3 separate regions of the Sus scrofa genome follow, and regions 1 and 3 are each linked to region 2. A link is a contact called in public HiChIP or PLAC-seq data. All regions are on one chromosome and are shown on one strand. The core of a region is the stretch at or near the end of the contact, and the rest is flanking DNA. Distances in the headings are between cores, read along the strand shown. Region 1 holds the start of MARK4 (MAP/microtubule affinity-regulating kinase 4). Region 2 holds the start of PPP1R37 (protein phosphatase 1 regulatory subunit 37). Region 3 holds the start of NECTIN2 (nectin cell adhesion molecule 2).

Region 1 (4,046 bases), core at 1,511-4,010, 140 kb after region 2:
ACCCTTTTAAGGTGTTTTTTAAAGTCTCAGTGTTTTTTAGTATATTCACAAGGTCGCCCTGACTATTATGTAATTCCAGAACATTTTCACTGCCCCCCAAAAGAAACCCGTGTTACACCTTAGCAATCAATCCCCATTTCCCTTGCCCCCTCAGCCCTGGTGAACCCGAGTCTACTTTCTGTCATTATGGATTTACCTTTTTTTTTTTCTGTCTTTTTTTGCTATTTCTTGGGCCGCTCCCATGGCATATGGAGGCTCCCAGGCTAGGGGTCCAATCGGAGCTGTAGCCACCGGCCTACGCCAGAGCCACAGCAACATGGGATCCGAGCCGCGTTTGCAACCTACACCACAGCTCACGGCAACGCCGGATCGTTAACCCACTGAGCAAGTGGCAGGGACCGAACCCGCAACCTCATGGTTCCTAGTCGGATTCGTTAACCACTGCGCCACGACGGGAACTCCTGGATTTACCTATTTTGAAAATTGCGTGTAAATGGCATCATACAAGTGGTCTTTTGCATGCTTCTTTCAAGGTCCATCCAGGATGTGACCTCCCCTCTTTAAGTCTGAGTCCCCACCCCCCCGTCTGGGAAATGGGTTGGCAACAGTACTGGGAACTGGGGAGCCTGGGTGAACCCCAAGTGTGGTGGGCGAACGTGTATAGGAGGTGATCTTTCGCCCCCGTGTGGTGTATCCGAGAACTGCAGCTCTCAGCGCTAGGGCTGGGAAGGAATTGGGCTGATTCAGCCTCCCGTCTCACCCCAAGACCCCACCCGTCGTCCCGCAGAACCCTTGGGATGCCAAAGCTTCTAGAACAACATCCTGAACCCCTCCCTTTTTGCCTCCCACTATCCCTGAGACTCCTCAGGCTCCATTTGTTGAATTATAATACTACCACCCATTTAAGAAATTCTAATCTGTTCCCTAATCTGGTCCCACGTGAAGCCCTTTACTTCCATAGGCTCGTTAATTTGTTGCAGACTGAGGTTTACTATCCAGGGACGGGAAACCTTAGCGGTCAAGAGCCCAAGTTCTGGAGTTTGGAGACACTTGTGTTCAAATCCCAGCCCTGCTGCTCCCCAGCTGTGTGACCTTCAGCAAGTACTTTTTCTTAGTGGGGGTGATAAGGCTGGTCCAGCCTCAGCGTGGGTCAGAAAGGATGAGATGCTCAGAAGCTTTCACAGAGGAAGCCTCTGTCCATGTAGTTGATAGTGATATACTGGTGTGTAACAACCAGCTCTCTGGGGAGCAGGGTGTGTGTAGGGGGTGTGTGTGGAAAGACTTGTTTTGCAGGACTTGCCAATTTCCATGGTGTAAATATTCCTTTCATGGCTCAGTTCAAGCTACCAAGGTGACGCTACTGAAAGCGTTTGTCAGGGAAGAGAGGAGCAGTCACCCCTTAGTTTCACTGGGCAGATACGATAGATGCAAATAACCTCAAGATCACACATGATAGTAAAACGTAGTAAAATAATTAGGATGTGATGAGTATTTATTACCTTTGTTTTAAATATTTAATTGTATGTTTGCATGATTTATTTTTAAATAATGGCCGTTTAACCACCGGTTCCAAAACTCCTGAGATTTCAAAACAATCAGCTTGCTTGGGGTGGCTCCAGCACACTGCTGTTGTTGTCACGCCCATTTCTTAGAACGGGAAACTGAGGCTCAGGAAGTTGTTCGAACAGAAAGGGACAGACAGGGCATAGATCCCAAGCCAGGACTTGGCCATGCCTCCCTTTCCTTCATCCCACACTGGTCCAGAGGGTGGTCCCCACGAGATCATGTGACCTCAGGAAAGCCTTTGCCCTCTCTGTCCTCAGTTGGCCCATCCAGAGAGTGGCCCGCTCTGAGGTGAATACTTGCCTGGGGTTCGTGTGCACCAGCTTCAGCCCTTGGGGGAAGGTAACATGTTGGTTCCCCGCCCTCACTTTATAGACTGGGAAACTGAGGCGTGGAAAGATCAAATCCCTGCCAAGAGTTAAATACGTGGACAGAGTCCTGGAACCCCAGCTCCGGTGCAGAGGAGAGGAGGCTGCAGCCCACAACCTCGGGGTCTGGAGTTTTCTGCGAGCTGGGAGGCAGCATTGCTGGAGAGGTTGGTCACCCTTCCCCAGTGGCTCCGCCCAGACACCATTCCCCCCAGCACCCTTAGCCCTTGGTCCCCAGAGCTTCCCGGACTGGGGAGGAGGGGACTGGGAGGGAGAATGTGGACAGCGCCGCCTGCCGGGTTCTTGCCTCTGGGGGGATTCTCGGTCTATTTCTGTCGCTTTATCTCCATTCTCTTCACCGGTCTCTGCATCCCTGTCTCTGTCTCCGCGTGCGAGTCTCTCAGTCTTTGTCGCTCTCTGTGTCTCTGTCTCTCCTTCTGTCTCTCTGTATGTGCCTCTCTTTCCCTACGTTTCTCCCTCTTTCTGCCTTTCTCTTTTTGTCTCTCCATTCCTTGAATGTCTTTCCATCTCTTTGTGTCTCTGTGTTCCCCCTACCCCTGTCTCTCTGTCTTTTTGTCTCTGCGTCTGTCTCTGCCTCTTTCAGTATCTTTCTGTGCGCCTCTGGCTCTCTGCCTTGATGTTTCTCTCCCCTTCTCCTCCGATGAGTCTGTACTCTCCCGTGAGAACAGACTCCCCGAGAACGCGCCCAGACGTGCCTCCGCCCCCAGAGCCCCCCGGCCGGTCGGGGCCTGCGCCTTTAAGTGCTGGCGGCAGGGGGCGGGGTCTCGGCAGCCCCGCCCTGCCCGCCCCTCCCCCTGACGTCCCTTCCTCCCCGGCCCCTCCACCGCCTCCCTCCGCCGCCGCCCGGGCCGGCTCCGCGCCCCCTCCCTGGCCCCCGCCCGCCGGCCTGCCCGCCGCCCCCATGGCGCCCCCAGCCCGAGCTGTGCGGGGCCACTAGGACCCTAGGCACCCCCTTCCCTCCCCCGCCCTGCCCCCTCTCCCACGGCGCGAACCCGGGTGTCCACGGCGCCCAGCTTTTGAGCTCGCGTCTCCAGGCCGGTGGGGGGGGAGGGGCAGAGAGGGGACCCCCCCCCGGACCCCCGCCCCCCCCCCGACCTGGCCGCCCAGTCCCCTGGGACCCGGAGAAAATGTCTTCGCGGACGGCGATGGCCCCGGGCAACGATCGGAACTCGGACACGGTGAGTGGGGCTCGGCCCCTTGGGGAGCCCCGGCTGGGTCCGGCCGCCGAACCCCTCGCCCTGCCGTGTCCCTCGCCGCGAGCGCCTACCCTCGTTTCCCCAGCCCAACCCCGCGCGCGCCACCTCCGACCCCCGCCTGGACTTCCAGGCCGCTCGACCCTCCCCCACTCCTCAGCCCAGCCCGACCCCTGGGGGCGCCCCTCTCCCGGGACCCCTCTCTTATCCCTTGCAGACCGCTTCCGCTCGGGTCTCTTCTCTCCAGGAAGCCCCCTCCCCTGCCTTCCAGGAGCCCCTCCCTTCTCCCGCAGGTTCCTAAGCCCCTTCCCCTCCAGGCCTTCCGCATCGGACAACTGGCCCCCTCTCGGGTGTGCCGGGCTCCTGACCCCAAGGCCCAGCCCGGCCCTCTCTGGGAAGGCCTGGCTCCGTCCTGCCTCTGCCTCTGGCCTTCCCTGTCTGGACCTGGGTGGCGGGCGCCCCAGGATCTCCCCCCCACCACCCTGTCTCTCATTCCCAGCCTTTCGCCCCTCGGAGATCCCCTCCTGGCTCCTGTGGGCTCCCCCTCACAGGAAACCGGTTCCACCTTTCCTGGGCCCAGGGCCCTTCTAGCTTGTTCAAGGTCTCTCCACTTCCAGGCCTGGTCCCCATCTTCCAAGCAGCCCTGTCCATGGATTCCCAACACCTCTGGTCCCCACAGATCCCCCCAGACCCGCTCTGGTCTCTTGCTCTCCCAGGAAGCCTTGGCCTCCAACTCCAGGCCCCCAGCTCAGTCTTGGATTTCTAGGCCCTGGACTAGACGGACTCCAGGCCTCATGCTCCCTGTATCAGCTCCTCCACTTCAGGCAAGCCTCCTCCCGGTGCCCCTGGCGCCCCCGGCCCCTTGACCCCCCTCCTAGGCCAGGCCCCTCCTCACAAGACA
Region 2 (3,982 bases), core at 635-3,134:
AGCTGGGCCAGGACGGGGAGGGCGCATCAAGGGAATGGGAGGATTGGACTCTCCTAGTCTCTGGGAATGGCTAGAGAGAACCAGATGCCCGGTTTGGGAGATTTGGATTTGATTTCTCTTTCAGGTAGGTGGGGATGGACAGGGGTAAGGCTCACATTGAGTCACATGGTCACTCACAAGCACTCCTCCTATTGCCTGGCTTCTGGGTAGGCCCATTCTCTTCCCAGTCCCTGCGGACTGGTCGGACCGTGTGTGGTGGCGCCACTGAGGAAAAGCAGAGGGGTTATGGGTTAGGGTGAAACTTCGCCCCCTCTTCATTTTGCCCCAGCTGTGTGGCATGGCAGGCCTCATCACTTGCTTAGCTTAGCCCCGTTACTTAGTAGTCTTCCAGCAGGTTTATTTATTTATTTTGTCTTTTTGCCTTTTCTAGGGCTCTTCCACGGCATATGGAGGTTCCCAGGTTAGGGGTCTAATCGGAGCTGTAGCTGCTGGCCTACGCCAGAGCCACAGCCACGCAGGATCCAAGCCGTGTCTGCGACCCACACCACCGCTCATGGCAAGGCCAGATCCTTAACCCACTGAGCGAGGCCAGGGATCACACCCGCAACCTCTTGGATACTAGTCGGATTCGTTAGCCACTGAGCCACGATGGGAACTCCTCAGCAGATTTACTTTAAAAAAGTAATTTCTACCCTCTTTATAGTCACATCAATTTAAACATGTAAGTGAAGGGATTCGCTGGTAACTCAATGGGCTGAGGGTCCCGGTTGTCGCTGCAGCGGCTCGGGTGTGGTATGGGATGGATTCCTGGCCCAGAACTTTAGGCGTGGCCAAAAGGAAAAAATGTAAGGGAAGGTTCCATTAAATATAGAGGAGATTCGCTTTGTCTGTCTTCAGTGGTGAAGCTGAATGGAGCACGTGGAGAACTTAAACTCCCATTTGTCCATTCACAACGCTACCTCTGGCGATTCCTGGGCCAGGGTTTCAAGTTGCCTTGGCAACGAGTCGCTTGCTCCTCCTCTTGTCCCCTTTTTTGGTTTTAGCCCCGCCCACCCACCCCTCCCCGCGGCTGGAAAGGCTGGCAGAGCATGACGAAAGTGCGAGAGCGAATATTAAGCGCCTGGATGAGCACTTGTGTGGGGGTGGCTTGAGTTCGTGCTAGTTTGCTACTGGCTCAGTAATCTACCTGGTCCATCGCCTGGTAGTTTGGGTGGCAGATTCGCCCCTTGCTTTTGGCATTTCTTCTTTGGTCTAGTTTTTAAAAAAATTAAATCAGAGCTGTAATATTTTAGTGTGGCTCATATTTTAGTTTTTAAATTTATTTTTTTCTTATTTTGGCCGCACCCGCACAGGCATGTGGAATTCCCTGGGCCAGGGATCGAGCCAGTGCCACAGCAGTGACCCAAGCCGCTGCAGTGACAACTCGGGATCTTTAACCCGCTAAGCCACAAGGAAACGCTTAGTTTTTAAATTTAAATTGTATTTTATACAACGCTATCCAAATACAGAGTTATTATTGAAACTGTAGTCTGCAAACAGAAGGCTAGAGACTAGCAAGTGGCGACGGGCTTGTCCCCAGGCAGAGGATCTTTCTGTCAGCATCCACAACCTGTACTCATATATTAACACAGTTCCTATCGCCTTTCCTTTCAAGTTCTCCACCCCTTCTCTCCTTATCGGTTGGCCCAGCCCCACCAAGCAGATGGCTTTTCTTTCTATCTACTCCGTTCCCTTCTCGGTTGCCTGAGCTCGTGACGAGAGAGGCCCGCGGGGGGCGGGAGGGGGCGGCTCGGGTTCGCGCTTGCGCGCTGCTCTGGGAGACGGCGTCCACCTCGCCCCGCCCCCCCGCTCTGCAGTTCCGGCTCTGCAGATTCACCGCTCACGCTTCTTTTTCCTGTGGCCCTTTCTGCCTTTTGTTTGCCCTTTAAACAACCCACTAGACAGCTCTACCTGAAAACAGCTTGAAGTGATTTTCTGCTTTTCTGAATACGAGACGGGTTCACAGGCCCTTAACGAAAGTGCGGCTGCGAACGAGCAGGCGCGCACGGGGCTCGGGGGAGGTGCGCCGGAGCTGCCGGCGGCGACGACTACGACGACCAGGAGAGCGGACGGAGGCGGCGCCTGAAGCAGTGGCGGAGCCCATGCCCCGGGACGGCGGGAGGGTCCGGAGAGACAAGTCCGGGGCCCGGGGCATGTCCCCGGGGCCCCCGTGAGGAGGTGGCGGCGATGGAGATCCCGCCGCAAGAGGCGCCGCCCGGGCCGGGCGCGGACGGCGAAACCGAGGAGGCCCCCGCCGAGGCCCGGTCTCCCAGCCCCGCGTCGCCCCCGGCCGACGGGCGCCTCAAGGCTGCGGCCAAACGCGTCACATTCCCCTCCGACGAAGATATCGTGTCCGGAGCTGTGGAACCCAAAGACCCCTGGAGACACGGTAGCTAGGGCTGGGGCGCGGGGGCGGGCTGGTGGGGGACCTGGGTGTCGGTGCAGCGCCCAGCACAGAGGTGGAGCTCAATAAGTTGCACCTAATGACGGTTTAAGGAGAGAGTTGTCAGTTTAGAGCTGGAGGGTGTTAGAGAGGAGGTGGCTCTTGGGTTGGGAAGGTGAGAAGTAGCTGGTTTATACCTGTTCCCCACGTCCCCACTCCAAGGGACGCTGAAGGCGATCGTTTTAGGAATTAAAACTGTGAGCAAGGGAAGAAAGTTTGGTGGCATGGAAAATTAGGAGGGCTTTGAGTTCGTAGTTCCCTCGAAGGAGGATAGAGCAGCTAGAGGAGGGAGAGTGGGTCAACATGGGCGTTGAAGGAGTTTGATGGGCCCATGGGGATGGAAAGAGGTTAAATCGCTGGCCTGCAAGCCTCAGGGCAAGGGGTGGTCTTGTTGCTCCCTTCCTTGGGTGAAAGGAGGAAGAGGAATAAACCTGGCCTATGGTTGTAGAGGAGTTAGTAAATCTGGGGGTTGAGAAGAGGGAATCAAGGTAAATAAGCTTCCTGAGAAGTAAATAAAGGAGCTGAGTTGCTGGTCAATTTGGGGTGGGAGGTGGGTGAGAGATAGTCAGAGGAGGTGTTTTGGATCTTGGCATTAGGAAGAAAAAGTTACTGCCTGCCTCCTCTTCCTCTCCCAAAAAAGGGAAGCAGAACATTGTCAGTCATTCAGGAACTGAGAAACTTTGGAGCCTGGCTCTAGAAGGATCTTTTTTTTTTTTTTTTTTTTTTTCCTTTCCTTTTTTCTCTTCCCTCTTGAGAAAGAGTTGGGGAATGGGAGATGCCGGTCAGTAGAAGGTGAGAGGGTTGAAGAAGTTTGGTGGCTTGAGATGTTGGGAGAGAGAGAGAGTGAGTGCCTGGGTTATAAGTCCTCTGGGGAAGGTCAACTCAGTGTTGGGACTGAAAGGACAGTTGGAGGGGTGTGTTTTATCCGTTGGGCTGGGAAGGTGGACAGTCGCTCCAGAGACGACTGGCAGTATCGAGTCCTGGAGAGGTGTGTCCGCCTTCTGGGATGGAGCCCACCAAGAGAGGGATTGGCCTGGCTGTGTGACTCTCCACAAGTCAGTCTGTTGGCCGTGGGGAGAGAGGAGGAACCGTTGCTAGTCTGTGGGCAGTGGAGGAATTGGTGGCTTTGATGCGAGAGTGGGAAATGTGGTAACTGGAAGCTGAACACACGCGGAGCCTCCATAAATGGCATCTTGGCCAGTTGTCAAAGAGGCGGAGGGCGATTTCAAGTTCTTGGCTTTGGGAGCCAGCCAAGCCCCTGTGCTCTCGCCCCGGGGATAGGTGGGATCGGGGGAGGGCTTGGAGGAGTGGGTCTGAAGGGGGATAGGTGGTCACTTTGGGGTTGGAGGGCTTGGAGAAGTGGGTCTGAAGAAGGGAAGAGTTGGAGTCGGCCCTGGTGGTAGCGTGGTATCCAGTCCAGGGAGTTCAGAGCCGGAGAGGCAGAGCAGGGCTCTGCTTCGAATCCTGACTCCCATTTACCCACTGCCTGACCTCAGACGG
Region 3 (3,869 bases), core at 1,229-3,728, 210 kb before region 2:
TGCAATGGCAGATGAAGGGAGACTTCTGTATTTATCTAGCTGGCCTCATACCAGACTAGTGCTGAGCCTGAGATACGCATTATCTGCTACCTGCTTGCCGGGCAGCATGGGGCAAAAAACCACTCTGTGCTCTGCGTACTACTTTTCAATGACATGGGGGTCACTGATGGTGTTCCCATCATTGGATTCTTGTGCAGAATTAACTGCCAAGTAGCAAACTCTGTGACTTTGGTTCAAGTCACTTCATCTCTCTCTGCCTTGGTTTCCTCACATTGGTGCTGTGGAGGTTATTTGAGACAATACTTCTAGAGCCTTTGTATCAGCGGCTGGCACAAAGTAAGTGCTAAATACATTTATTAAAGGAGGTCCTGTCGTGGCTCCGTGGTTAACAAACTTGACTAGCGTCCATAAGGTCGCGGTTTTATCCCTGGCCTCGCTCAGTCCGGCGTTGCCGTGAGCTCTGGTGCAGATCGCAGCCCGGCTTGGACCTGGCATTGCTGTGGCTGTGGCATAGGCCAGCGACTACAGCTCCGATTGGACCCCTAGCCTGGGAATCTCCATGTGTTGCGGGTGCGGCCTTAAAAAGACAAAAAGGAAAAAGAAAAAAAAGTATTATTACCAAGATGTGAATGCCCATCAGAAACAGTCTCCACGACTTAAGATCTTGCCCATCTGGGGAAGAAAGCTCAGGTGTGCAGCAGGTGGAAAGGATGGCAAGTTCGGAGGGGGACGTTCCTTTTGGTAAAGCAAGAAGTTCCCAGGCATCTGCCCCCAGCTGATCAGTTTTCATTCAGATGAACAGGAACCGAAGGATTTCAGGAGCTCAGTGGCATCCCCTCCCTCTGGCCTCCTGCTTCCCCCCCTCACCCCTACACGCTGGGTGGCCTCACCAGCTCCCCGCCACCTCCGCAGCCCAAAGAATGTGAAGAGGTAGGTGGGGGTGGGGAGAAGCGGGAGCCTCTGAGGAGAGACAAAGGGGCCGAGTCAGAGCGAGAGACAACAAAGACGCAAGGAGGCTGGAAAGATAAGAGAAGTGGGACAAGGACGCGGGGAGGGACCAACGGTGTCTGGAGGCCCTAGCCGGGCGGCAGGGCCAGCGGAATGCGGGGGGCTGGTCTGTGCTGCCCCCTGGCGGGCGGCCGCGGAAAGGAACTGGTGAGGACCAGACACCCGAGAGGACTGGGGGATGCGGAGAGGGAAGGGAGGTTAAGAGAGACGCAGAGAGAAACAAGAGACACGGAAAGAGACACCGAAACACCCATTGAGACATAAGGACAGAGACAGACACAGAAAGAGGCAGAGAGACACAGATAGGAACACATAGAGGAAGACAGAGACCCAGAGACGCAGACAGAGACAAAGGGATGGAAAAGAGACAAGGATCAAGTGACACAGAAACAGCAATAGAAAGACACCAGAAAGAAAGAGACCAGCTACACAAAGTGACAGCGAAACGTGAAGACTGAAAAACCCAGAGATAGAGAAACAGGGACGGAAAAAGAAAGGCAAAAAATAGACACAAAGAGACACTAAAAGAGAAATTTAAAAAGAAACGATGCAGCGACTCCTAGAGTCCCAAGCAGAGATTAGAAAGCGACGAGGACAGGCTGAGATGCGCACAGATACGAACGACAGTAGGCACGGGGTGAGAACTAGGGAATTCGAGAGGCAGGGAAGGGGGTGGGGACTCTGCGTGGGGGCGGGGTTCCAGGGGGGCGGGCCTATGAGAACCCACGCTCCTCACGCAGGTGTGACGAGAAGGCAGGGACTAAAACTGAAGGGGACGGGTTAGTCTTTGGGGCGGGGCCGAGGCCAGGACTGAGCTCCCGAGAAGGGGCGGAGAACGGGTGGGCGGGGTGCACCGCGAAAGGCGGAGCCTCACGGGGGCGGAGACAGCCGAAAGCTCCGACGCGTGCGTGACTACAGCGCCCCTTAGACAGGGGGCGGGGCACGAGGGCAACCTTGAGTAAAGGGGCGTGGCAATAACGCTAGGGGGCGGAGCTTGAACGCTGGGAGAGGGCAAAGATAGAATTCTGGGGCAAGGAGGCTGTGATCAAAGAACCCTGGGAAGGGCGAACTTGGAATCCTGGGGAGGAGCAGGAAGGGGAGGGAGAGGAATGCTGGGGGCGGGGCGGGCGTTGAATCCTGGGGAGGCGCGGACAGGGCCTCCCAGGAGGGGGCGGGTCAGAACAGCATGAGGGGGCGTGGCCGGAGCCTGGGATCGGGTCGGCTCTTGGGGGGAGGAAAGGGGTGGATCCTGTGACGTCAGCGAGTCCGAAGCCAGAAAGAAGCTAGGAACCGGGGGGCAACGAGCTGGAAGAGCCAGGCAGCGAGAGCCAAGCCGGGAGAAGAGAGCGCGGCAGGAACCGGCCGGGAGCCAGAGCCACCCAGGCACCTGGTCGTCCTCTCAACCGATTGGCGCTCGCAGAGTGGCCCTCAGGCCCCCGCCCGGTCCCGGTCCCCCTCCCCGGGCCCCCCATGGCCCGGGCCGCAGCCCTCCCGCCGTCAAGATTGTCGCCGCCGACGCTGCCGCTACTGCCGTTGCTGCTACTACTGCTCCGGGAAACCCGTGAGAAACCGCAGACGCCTCCCTGGCGCGCGCGAACCCCTCCCCTTCCCCACCCCAGCAGAGGGTCGAGATGATGAATCGAGACCCCCCCCCCCAATCTTTCCTTCTCCTGGAGTTGGGAGTCTGAGGCCTGGGGAGAATTGAGGGCAGGGAGCCAGATGCCGAGGTCCTCGAGAGGGGCGGGGAACTAGCACTTTGGGCCTCTTGGAGGGCCAAGAATGACAATTCGGGCGACCTGGGGAAGGGCCTGAGGGCTCCAATCCCGGGCCTCAGGATTCCCGAGGCTCTGACTCCCGGGCCCCAGAAAACCAGGGACTGGGGCTGACTCCTGGGCCTCAGAAAAATTAGAGGGTGAGAGCTCTGTCTCTTGGGTGCCAGGTAGTGTGAAGGCTAGGGGCTACGGACGCCGGGGTCCTGGTAGAGTTGAGGGCAGGAAGGGCTCAAACTTAGGAGTTCCGTGTGGTGAGCCGAGGGCTCTGTCTGCTCGGTGCCAGACAGAATTGGGAGAAGGGGAGGGCAAACGCCCTGTCTCCTGGGCTCCAGATTTAATTGTGGGGCATTGGAATGTCTCGTGAGATGCAGATACACATGTGGGCAGGAATCCCGACTCGGGTACTAGATAAAATGCAGGGCCTGAGGCCCTGCCTGGAAACTGGAGGCTCGGTGGGCTGTGTTTCAGGTAGACTAAGGAGGCCGAGTCCCGCCGGCCGGGACCCTTCCCGTTCCTTGTGAGCCGTCGGCGGGGAGGCCCCTAGGGAAGTTTTCCGGGTTTCACTTTGGGCGAGCCGGGCCGGGCCGGGCGGGGCCGGGCCGGGCCGGGCGGGGGCTCTCCTGGCTCCCGGTTCCAGACTCCCGGTTTCGGGACCTTATCTTTCCTGTAGTCGTGCCTTTGTCCTCGGAGCCGCTGCGGGGGGTGGACGGGAGGAGACGCCGCCCTAATCCCCCCTCTCTCTCCCTCCGCTCTAGCCCCCTCCTGTTCCCTCCACCTCCCAGAGGGGAGGGGCGCAGACCTAGGAGAGGGAGGGGCTGGGAGGAAACAGGTGAAGGAGGCTCCGGCCCCGCCCCTTGCAGGTGACTGGGCTGTTTATTCCCAGCTAGAAACTTAGTGTACTGGAGTTTCCCAAAGGTTTACCAGAAAGTGCGGAGGCAACTTGGGGAAGTTCTGGTCTTGCCTCTGGTCTTTTTTCCCAGCAGGTCTCTGAACTGTCTCCCAGATTCCACCTGGAGTCAGGGACTGCCGCTTCCATCACCTGCCTCTCCCTCTTGTGTGGGAGATAGGGAGATAAAGTCAGACCCCGCC

What was found. HiChIP or PLAC-seq counts read pairs in DNA pulled down with a chosen protein or histone mark.
Region 1: an H3K27ac HiChIP or PLAC-seq map of alveolar macrophages shows a contact between it and region 2. The contact joins the promoter of MARK4 here to the promoter of PPP1R37 in region 2. A contact is called at or near these places in 1 of 47 Hi-C or Micro-C datasets (embryonic fibroblasts) and 1 of 2 datasets of contacts at active chromatin or transcription factors (alveolar macrophages).
Region 3: a contact with region 2 is called in an H3K27ac HiChIP or PLAC-seq map of alveolar macrophages. The contact joins the promoter of NECTIN2 here to the promoter of PPP1R37 in region 2. A contact is called at or near these places in 1 of 47 Hi-C or Micro-C datasets (skeletal muscle) and 1 of 2 datasets of contacts at active chromatin or transcription factors (alveolar macrophages).

What each region holds. Positions count from the first base shown.
Region 1 is chr6:51,663,163-51,667,208 of Sscrofa11.1, forward strand. It overlaps MARK4 (MAP/microtubule affinity-regulating kinase 4), which reads left to right and starts at 2,761. Exons shown (of 17, transcript XM_021094540.1): 1 at 2,761-3,130. The coding sequence starts at 3,080.
Region 2 is chr6:51,521,074-51,525,055 of Sscrofa11.1, forward strand. It overlaps PPP1R37 (protein phosphatase 1 regulatory subunit 37), which reads left to right and starts at 1,885. Exons shown (of 14, transcript XM_021094533.1): 1 at 1,885-2,428. The coding sequence starts at 2,227.
Region 3 is chr6:51,315,179-51,319,047 of Sscrofa11.1, forward strand. NECTIN2 (nectin cell adhesion molecule 2) reads left to right here and starts at 2,479. Exons shown (of 6, transcript NM_001097494.1): 1 at 2,479-2,569. The coding sequence starts at 2,479.